Regions from separate parts of the Oryctolagus cuniculus genome. Here region 2 is linked to region 1. A link is a contact called in public Micro-C data. All regions are on one chromosome and are shown on one strand. The core of a region is the stretch at or near the end of the contact, and the rest is flanking DNA. Distances in the headings are between cores, read along the strand shown. Region 1 holds the start of CYP2R1 (cytochrome P450 family 2 subfamily R member 1). Region 2 holds the start of PSMA1 (proteasome 20S subunit alpha 1).

What was found. Hi-C and Micro-C count contacts between places; a contact is called where the count stands out from the background.
Region 2: a contact with region 1 is called in a Micro-C map of ear pinna, with 4 times the contacts expected there. The contact joins the promoter of PSMA1 here to the promoter of CYP2R1 in region 1. A contact is called at or near these places in 2 of 6 Hi-C or Micro-C datasets (ear pinna and an unstated tissue).

Annotation. Positions count from the first base shown.
Region 1 is chr1:51,342,157-51,347,141 of mOryCun1.1, reverse strand. It overlaps CYP2R1 (cytochrome P450 family 2 subfamily R member 1), which reads right to left and starts at 2,638. Exons shown (of 5, transcript XM_002708828.5): 1 at 2,337-2,638. The coding sequence starts at 2,561.
Region 2 is chr1:51,702,271-51,707,255 of mOryCun1.1, reverse strand. PSMA1 (proteasome 20S subunit alpha 1) reads right to left here and starts at 3,018. Exons shown (of 10, transcript XM_002708826.5): 1 at 2,622-3,018; 2 at 1,441-1,485; 3 at 1,072-1,173; 4 at 853-956. The coding sequence starts at 2,624. It overlaps LOC127492353 (a long non-coding RNA gene), which reads left to right and starts at 2,775. Exons shown (of 3, transcript XR_011388330.1): 1 at 2,775-2,912; 2 at 3,263-3,360; 3 at 4,389-4,468.

The DNA of each region.
Region 1 (4,985 bases), core at 1,389-3,888:
CATTCCACTTGCTTTGAAGTAAAGGAGTTATTTTATTTCCCTTAGCCTGAAAACAATTTGAGAAAGCCACCTGAATTGACTTTGCTAGCTAGGGAACGCTTCTCAAAATCTAGATTACCATTAAAAGTCACAACAGAAGTTTAAACATTCAGAGGGAATCTTCAAGGAAATGGTTATTCAACATGGTACACTTCTAATTAAGACTTGCCTTTAAAATGAATGTGTAAGTCCCTTGTACTGGGGTGGGGGTGGTCTTCAAGAATTATAAAGGAGAACTGAATTCATAGGCTGTATAAAAGTTGATGTTAAAGTAACTGTCATAAGCAATTGTAAAGTCCAGGTATTTTTTTATAAGCACACATATAAAATTATAAAGACAATGGAAAAATAAGATTCTATTTACAAACATGTCCTGTAAACTTTTCACAGCTTCCAAAAATATAGGTGGTAATATTCTCCTTCTACCTCAACAAAAGGTATGGTATTTTACAACTTATATAAACTTTGAGGTTTTGGCAGAATTGGGAAATATCTCCAAGATAACAGAAGACTTTTAGGGTTGCTTCATAATCAGGGTAAGGATCAAATGCTTCTGTAGCTTAAAGAGTTAATATTTGGGGACCAGCATTGTGGCCCAAGGGATAAAGCTGCCACCTGCAAGGCTAGCATTCCACATGGGCACTGACCCGTGTCCTGGTTGCTCCACTTCCAGTTCAGCTCCCTGCAAATGACCTGAGAAAAGCAGCAGAAGATGGTGCACGTGCTGGGCCCCTGCCACCCATGTGGAAGACCCAGATGAAGCTCCACGTGGGTGGCAGAGGCCCAAGCACATGGACCATCTTCTGCTTTCCCAGGTGCTTTAGCAGGAAGCTGGATCTGAAGTAGAGCAGCCAGGACTTGAACTGATGCCCATTTGGGATGGTGGCACTGCAGGTGTTGGCCTTATCCACTATACCACAGTGCTGGCCCCTAAATAAATCTTTAAAAAAAGTTAATGTTTGCTGGTTATCAAATTTAACTGTAAGGTAGAGTCAGGCAAACACTGGCTACTCTTCAATGTGTAAATAGTTTCAATTTTTCTAAGAATTATTTCAGGTTTCTACAGTTCAACAGTGATTTGCATTACTAAAGGGAACCTGGTTTAATATATTTGATCTCTTTGATTTGTTATGTTTCCACATCTTGTGATTTCTCCATAATATCATGCTGCTTTGTGACAAACATATCAAAGAGATCAAATATATTAAACAGAAATCATGGAAATAAACTCTGGAGAATGGGGGAGGGTAGATAAAACTTAAGAATTATATATATTTTCTTGATCGATGTCCAGGTTCCCTTTAGCAATGCCAACCACTATTGAGCTGCAGAAGCCTGAAATAATTCTTAGACAAATTGATTTAAGTAAGGATTTAAGCACTAACCTGAAATATAATTGCCATACAGCCTTTAACCACAGTTTATCGCTGGAATTCGTTTTCTCTCTCCCTCTGGACTGTTAACTCCCTTCTGGACACTTCGGCCTTTTGAGATAAGGGCACCCTTCCAAACACAAGCACTGTGTTCCTGTCTTTTTCGGGGTGGGGGGTGTCATTCAGTTTTTCTATGTGAAAATGGGGAAAACTTGAAACACCTACCTCACCAGGTGGCTGTGAGATTTAAATGAGTCAACAAGTTGTTCGAGAGAGCAGCACACAGGTGGCACCTTATAAGTACATGCTCTAAGGGCGTTCCTGGCCAATCTGAACCTCGCTCACGCAGGGCTGCAGGGCTCCCGCGCTGTTTTGCGTCATTAGTTCTACGCACGCTTTTCCTATTAACCACAGCCCGCTTCTTGGCGGGACGTTCACTCCATTCTACTTTGAATCCTCACAGCAAACGCTTACACCACTTGTTAGTCAATAGCAAGCCTCGAAGAACCTCCCATAACCATTAACTATAACCAGGCCCCAGAATTCAGGCTGCCGCTACTTTTTGCTCAAGCCAAGCAGTGAACTCTAACCTGCGGGCGATCAAGGCCCGCAGCCTGCGCCCGGCCTACCCGAGAACCACACTGCGCAGGCCCGGGAGCTCCGGGGCGCCGAGCGCGCGCTCCCCTCCGAAGCGAGGAACCCCGGCCCGGATCGCCTCAGAGCGCAGGCTGGAGTGGGGCGGCCCATTGGTGGAGGGGGTGGGCGAAGTGAGCGGGTTTTCCTCAGCAGAAGTTGCCAGCACACAGAAATCTCGGCTCCTCGAACCGGAACTGGCCTCCAGTCCAACCTACAGGGAGACCCAAGCCAGCCCGGAGGCCAGGACGGCGGCCCTCCCTGCTCGCGGCCCGGCGGTCGGGGCTGTACCTCGCCGTACACTTGGCTCTGCTTTCTCATGTAGACATGGGGAAGGTCGGCTGAGGCGGCCAGGGAGTAGATGTTGCCGATAAACGGTAGCCCCGGAGGCCCCGGGGGAAAGCCCACCGGCCGCCTCCGCTTCAGCAGCTGGCGTCCCCACAGTGCAAAGAGCAGTAGGAAGAGCGCGCCGCCCAGCGCCGCCGCGCACTCCTCAGCTCCCGAAGTTTCCCGCATCGGTCCGAGTTGGGGCCGCGTTCCCCTCTGTCAGGCTGGGACGGGGACGACCCCTTCAATCTTGCCACGTTCTCATTGGCCCAATTTCCTGAGGTACCGCCCTTGCTCCATGGCCATTGGTTACCTGAGTGTAGGGCGGTCCCCAGGGCAGCTACCGCATGGCTTTGCCCACTCAACTGCTTTCCGACCCTTTGGATTTGGCGGGGTTTAGGGGGAACCAAGCTGGCAGGACAACCTTCAAGGTTGGCACCAGGGCGTTGAGAACGCAATCACTGGAAGAATCCTGCCTGCCTCCTTGGATGGCCAGCCCTTTCTGAAGGAATCTTTCTAGTGTCAGGTCTACTTATTAAAGACTAGGAAAACTGAACTTCTGTGGGCTTTAGCTGAGCCTGATAATTTTCAGAATTTCCTTCCATTAGAGAGTGCACGCCTGTTCTGCTTTACTTACTCATCTATTTCTTTCCTCATGTTATGAGGCATTTTTGTTGCTGATCCTTTAAGAATTTTCATGAGTAAGCAATTGTTATGCAATTAACTCAGGTAACTTGTGTTTTCACTTCTCTGGTCCTGCCAAACTGGTTGCTGATTGGTAGTCACAGAGGTCTGTGTACGCTGCAGTTGCTCAGGGATAGTACTTAAGCTTTCTACCTATACTACCTAGAATTAAACAACCAATATTTCATATTATTCTTATCATTTCAGTTTCTGTTCTGTTTTTAATCAACACAGAACCTACAGAACTTGGGACTCTCTAAAAGCTGCCCTGTAATTATGATTTAACGTTGGTGGGAATTTTGTGGTCCTCATTAGCCTAGCTTTCATGAATACAGCACTTAGGCAGGTGTTAGGAAGGTGTCGTAAGCACTGAGATAGAGAGGTAAATAAGAGCAACAAAGCCCCTACAGGGTATATTTTATAGAGTCTCCACTTACAGAATAGCTACCGACTGCTTATTACAAATGCCTTATCTGTTATCCTTAGAGAGTCCTTAAAGTTCTTATTAATCGATTGTGAGAAACAACCTCACCCGTCCACTCAAAGGATGGATTCAGACAGGAAGTTCACCAAAGTGAGACTTTATTAATTATCTCACAAGACTGGGTGCCTAGTGGCCCAGCACACCCAGGGGTGGTTTATAGCAAGCTGTTCATTTTCTAGCACGCAGGTCTCTCCCCCTGTTCCTCACTGGCTGAGTAACTGTGGGGTTATGCTCTTGCCTGCATTTGTTTCAGCTGTTTTGGCCACTAACATCCTGTTTGCCTAAGAACTTTCAGATGCATGTAACCCAGATTTTAGCTAGTTACTTGTCTGCAAGCTCTTATGCCAGTTTGTTGTCTTCTCAGATTTAAAACCTTTGAAAATGAACCCAATGTTTATTTCTCACATCAATCAAGAAACTACTATCAGAATGGAAAAACAATAGTACAGGTTATTGCTAAACTTAGTCTCTACTGTTATAATGGCAGATGTGGGACCAGGATGCTGATGCCCAGGAATGGGGAGTATCACCGGCCAGACATGTGAGGTCAACCTTGCCTTCTCTGACATCATCAGGTTTGCAGAATCTGGCCTGACCACAGCAGTTATACAATACAGGCCCTCAATTCAGGAATGGCCACTTTCTGTCTTTTCAAAAAAGGTTCATTTTCATTCCAAAAATGTCATCTAATTAATTTAAAGGACCTCCCTTCTTTGGTGTTCTTTCCTTGGCAACATTAGCATAGGAAAGCTCAGAGTTGCCCCTCCCTCAGCCCCTGTCCGGCTAACAGCACTGTTGAGATGTGCTTCCTTGTCCATTAGGGGATATTTGGGTGGGGGTGGGTTTCTCAGGAATAACTAGACATCTTCAGAACACAGCTTTCCCAGTAACTATTCCTCATATTCATAGTGCTCAGCAAAGGGAAATAGTTGCTTGTGGTCCCTGTCCTTGCATTTACCCTTTCAGTGGTAGAAACTGATCAATAACATGTATTTGTGGCTTCTATAACTACAGGGATGTTTGCAGGAACCAGATGTAAAGGATTTCACTGTTTCATGCCAGAAACCCCATTTTCAGTATGCAAGATGGAATAGGTAAATAGCCTGTACAGGCATGTGCCATTTCTGTGTGTATGGTCATGGATTCAACAGGCAACAGTGCAGTTATGCTCAAATGACAGTACTTTTTCAGCCTTTGGAACCCTTACCTCTAGTATTTATCCTGAGAGGTAGCATCAGGTGAGGGTGTCTTGTGGGCTTCTGCCACTTCTTGGATGGCTGCAGCCCTAGCCAGGGCCCTGGGTGCTTGCCCCATGGGACTCCCCCAGCTCAGAGTGATGCAGCGAGCACAAATTTTCCTCTGTGCATTTTCCATTATATGCTTCATGGTATAGTTCATCAAAATGGAAGTGAGAGTCAGAAGTGCCAAGCAGAACTGAGCCTAAG
Region 2 (4,985 bases), core at 1,769-4,268, 360 kb before region 1:
AGTCCTTGGGCCCCTGTACCCACATGGGAGACCCAGAGGAAGCTCCTGGCTCCTGGCTTTGGATCGGCTCAGCTTTGGCCATTGCAGCCATTTGGGGAATGAACCAGCGATGGAAGACTTCTTTCTCTCTGCCTTTCAAACCAATCAATCAATCAATCAATCTTAAAAAAAAAAAAAAAAAAAGACGAAAAAAGCAAAGGTGGTATAGCTCATTCTTAAAAATGATACAAAAGTGTCAAGTGTTTCTTAGACATAACAGAGTCTCAAACAACACATGTTACTTTAAGTTATCACATTATTTGATGACTTCTCAAGTCTTAGTACCAGTATGTTGAATTCTATTAGTTACTATTACAAGAACCAGGATATGGAATATTCAGAAACTAACCCAATCCATTAAGATAGTCATAATATTAACTTATAAACATTCTGGCAGACAACTTCCCAACATAGTTTACCTCAGTCTTTTCATGATAAGTAAACAATTATGAGTCAGGGGCCAGTGCTGTGGTGCAGTGAGTTAAGGCCCTGGCCTGCAGTGCTGGCATCCCATATGGGCACTGGTTCAAGTTCTGGCTGCCCCACTTCCAGTCCAGCTCTCTGCTATGGCCTGGGAAAGCAGCAGACAATGGCCCAGGTCCTTGGGCCCCTACACCCATGTGGGAGAAGCTCCTGGATCCTGGCTTCAGATTGGCTCAGCTCTGGCTGTTGTGTCCATTTGACTAGTGAACCAACAGATGGAAGACTTCTCTTTTTGTCTCTACCTCTCTCTGTAACTCTTTCAGATAAATAAAATAAATCTTTAAAAAATATTATGAATCAGAGATGTTTGTTTTTCAAAATCATACTCACCATAACAGCCTAGCATCAGCAGTAAGCCCCGCAATTGAAATACCAATATGGTTGTCAACATGGAGAATTTTTTTCTGATGAGCTGCAAGCTCTGACTGTGCCCTCTAAATAGACATCATAAAAGATAAAAATAAGTTTAAAACTTTACTGCCTACACAGTGAAATTTTCATTTGATAATTTTGCTTTCTAAAGGAAGATATATTTATTGCTTTATTTACCTTCAATGCAACCAACACTGCATGGGTTTTTGATTTCAGACCAACTGTGGCTGAACCTTGCTTAACAGCTTCCATTGCATATTCAATTTGATGAATCCTGCCCTAAAGGGAAAAAAAACACATGTCTTAGAGTCACCTTAGAAGAGTTTCACAAATTAAGAATTAAGAGTCCTCAAACCTCAAGAGCACTGTTAAATCTCAAATGACTTTTTTTAAAACCAGAAAATGTATTGAATTATAAATTTAAGTTATGGGAGTGTCTAAAATGAATATATCCCATTTTCTCACAGTCTACAATCACACAACCTTCTAAACATATTGCAGCCATGAAAAAGCTCTTGAATGGAATAGTATGAAACATTATCTTACCTGAGGACTCCAAACAGTGACATCATTGTCATACTGGTTACGAAACTGAAAGTAAAAAAAAAGATCAAATTATTGTCAGAACCCTCCTCTTAATATTAAGAAATGTGTGATTTCATTACACATTAAAGTAACTGTTAAGGCAAACTCACTGGAAGATTACTACTATACTCAGTGGCAAGCCAAGTCTACAATTTCTATGAGCTGGGGAGGAAGGAACAGCTCTAAATGGGTCTCATCTTTCCAACTTTCTACCCAGCCACTCTCCATAGCGCTCCCTTTGGGTTCAACTATTGAAGTTTATATGCATCAAACTTTTTCTTTAAATGAGCTCAAATGTCTATCTCTTGAATTCTTCTCCCAAAACCCTCACAGCACGAAGTCCCACAGCTCTGTACACATCCTTTTCTATCTTAAAATTAAGGTTAGGGATATGTCTGATTATCTTTGAGCCTCCCCTGTACTTGCACTTTTGTACACATAAAATTTTTCTTTGTTACTTTGGGCTAGATACGAATAACTACGATACACTACTGTTTTAGACAATCTTCAAAAAGGCCTTTCACTACTTGGCAGAACAATCACAGGGGAGAGCGGACTGAACGCTGGACTCTTTGGCGTGGGACTTGAAGCCCACAGAACTACATTATAATCCTGAGTCCATCATTTCCCCTTTCAGGATAAGTTCACTCATTTGCAATCAGGTGACTGGACAAAGTGAAAGAGACCTTTTCTGATCGCGCCCTAGGGGGCTGATAAGTCGGACGGACCCACCAAGGAAAGGGACGCGATCTAAGGACACACACCCTGGGTCTAGACCGCCCCGGCGGTACAAGGCCGCCTCCGAGTCAAGTCCCGTCTCTCTATCGTCCAGAGCACGAGGGATCGTTTTGGACCTCTGGGAATCTACTCCGGTGAGGGAACTCGAGAGGCGGACTCGACCACTTCATCGAGGCCTTGAGAATAGCGAAATGCGCCGTGAGGAAAAGGCTGCACCGGCTACCGACCGCAGCTCGCCAGGCCAGGCCGGAGATGCTGAATCACTGCCGGAGCCCTCCCGCAGACTGGGGTTCCCATGCCCCGTGGCCTCGGGCCGCTCTAAGAACGGCAGGAGAATTGGTTCGCCATCCCCAAGTCACTGGGACCTCTGCCCTAAACCTTCGAAGGATCGGGACCCAACGCACCATGGTTCCGTCGCCGGCCTGGCTGCAGGACTCCTAGCGAAGGTGCGGAGTAAGGAACGCAGCCGAAACTACCGCTCGGCGATCTACAGAAAAGGCTGCGGGGTTTTGACGGCGGCAGCGCAGGGTAGATCAGTCTATTCCGGAGCTATCGATAGGTTTCCAGCGCTTCCTCGCGCCCTCCTGCGTGGGCGGGGCCCTGGGAGAAGGAGGAACTGAGATTGGCGGGAAACGTAGGCCCCGGAGTGCAGGCAGTGGCTAAACAGCAGCTCGTAGCCCGTCCTGGAGTCTCAGGTTCATCGTCCTCAGAGATTTGAGCTGTGTGTGTCTGAGAAGAACGAGGCTTCAGGAAAGGCCACAGAATAACGCCTGTTTATGTGTGTCAGCCATACTCTTCCTCGAGTATCTTGCTGGTGTGCGTTCTTTGCTTTGCACTTATGAATCCTCTGCCTTCCTTAAATCTCTTCTTCGAAGACCCTGATACCAGCAGCCCTTCATTTTTTATCACTGTTGTTTTCCTCCTCCGGACTTTGAACTACTGTCTTTCCATGCCCTCAGAACCAAGCAGACACCCGATAGATTAGATTAGGCCGCTGAGAATAAAAGGACTTTTTCTTCTGAATTATCTATTTTCTTTTCGAAAGGATCTTCTGGCAAATCCCCAAATGAACTAGTTTGAGACAGCTCTGAGCATAGCTGCCAATAACACCTACCAACTGGTAATTCTCTTTTTAAAGAAGAGGTGAGTGCCTAGATTAAGGTGACATTGGAGCTGAAAGCATCCCTTCGGGATGAGAGTTTTGCATGTACAAGAACTGGCTCAGGTGGTGTGGTCAGGTTCGCAGCAGTGTAGAATCACACTGTTTAGAAACCTTTGCATGTATGTGTTTGAACGCTTTCTTGTCTTCAACATTTTGCAGGTCAAACAAAGATGCCCTGGTATTCTGCATTCTGAACATATATTTACCCAGATCCCTATTGTTTGATATTTAGGTCCTTCCAAATAACTCACGAACTGTTTCCTATATATGTTTAACATCCATATTCTTTTCTTTTGAGTCAGTTCTAGGAAATGGAATTACAGGTTCAAATGAAATGTATAATTTTAAGGCTTTTCATGAAAAGAGCTAAATTGGCTTTTAGAAAAGTTTTACTGTTAGGTCCTCAACTGTAGTATATGGGGTTGCCCCCCTCAAATTTGCAACAATGGTTATTGTCATTTTTAAAGTAACAGATTAAATTAATAGTTCATCTTTTTGATGTACACATTCCTAGCATGTATGAAGTGCTTAATAAATATTGGCGAAGGGAATAAAGAATGTTGAATGAGTGACTAAATGCCCATTTAAAAATTGTCATGTAACATATTTATGGTTATGTGTTGCATACAAATCTGTCAGTTCTTTTACATATAAAATTATATTAAACTATTTTTAATACTATTAAAAAGTTATAGCCATTTTGTTTTCATAAATATTTCTGAAATATTTATGAAATGTCTATTATATTTTCAGTAGTTGTATAGTGTTCTATTGTGTGGAAATGAGATAATTTACCTTACTATTGGTGAGCAATTAGATTCTTTCCAAATTTTTGCTATTATAAAAATACCATAATGATGATTATACATTATTTGGTGTACTTTCCTGATTACCTCCTTATGATGAATTCATAGAAGTAGAATTGTGGGGTCAGAGGGAATGCACATTTGTAGTTAAGATTTATATGGCTAAGTTGCAAAAAAATATTATATCTGTTTACATTCTACAGTGCCTGAGAATCCTCTTTCATTGTACCCTCACCAACATTGGATATTGTGAGTACACTGTGCAGTTATCAAGTTGATAGGCAGGGAAAAAAAAAAAAAAAAACCTCTTGCTTTAATTTTCTTTGTAGTTTTTGATTACTAGTAAAAAATCTTTTAATGTATTTCCTGCTGTTTGTTATGTTAGTAAACTGTACTTCATTCTTTTCTCAATTTATTATTACGTTACTCATTTTCTCATTCATTTGTTGGCACTCCCTGTCAATAGGGATGGTAACCTCTTATTAGGTTACTTTTTTTTTAATATTTTATTTATTTATTTGAGAGGTAGAGTTAGAGACAGTGAGAGAGACAGAGAGAGAGGTTTTCCATCTGCTGGTTCACTCCCAGATGGCTGCAACGGCCGGAGCTGTGCCAATCCGAAGCCAGGAGCCAGGAGCTTCTTCCAGGTCTCCCACGTGAGTGCAGGGGCCCAAGGACTTGAGCCATCTTCTACTGCTATCCCAGGCCATAGCAGCGAGCTGGATTGGAAGAGGAGCAGCCAGGACTTGAGCCAGCGCCCATATAGGATGCTGGCGCCATAGGTGGAGAATTAACTTATT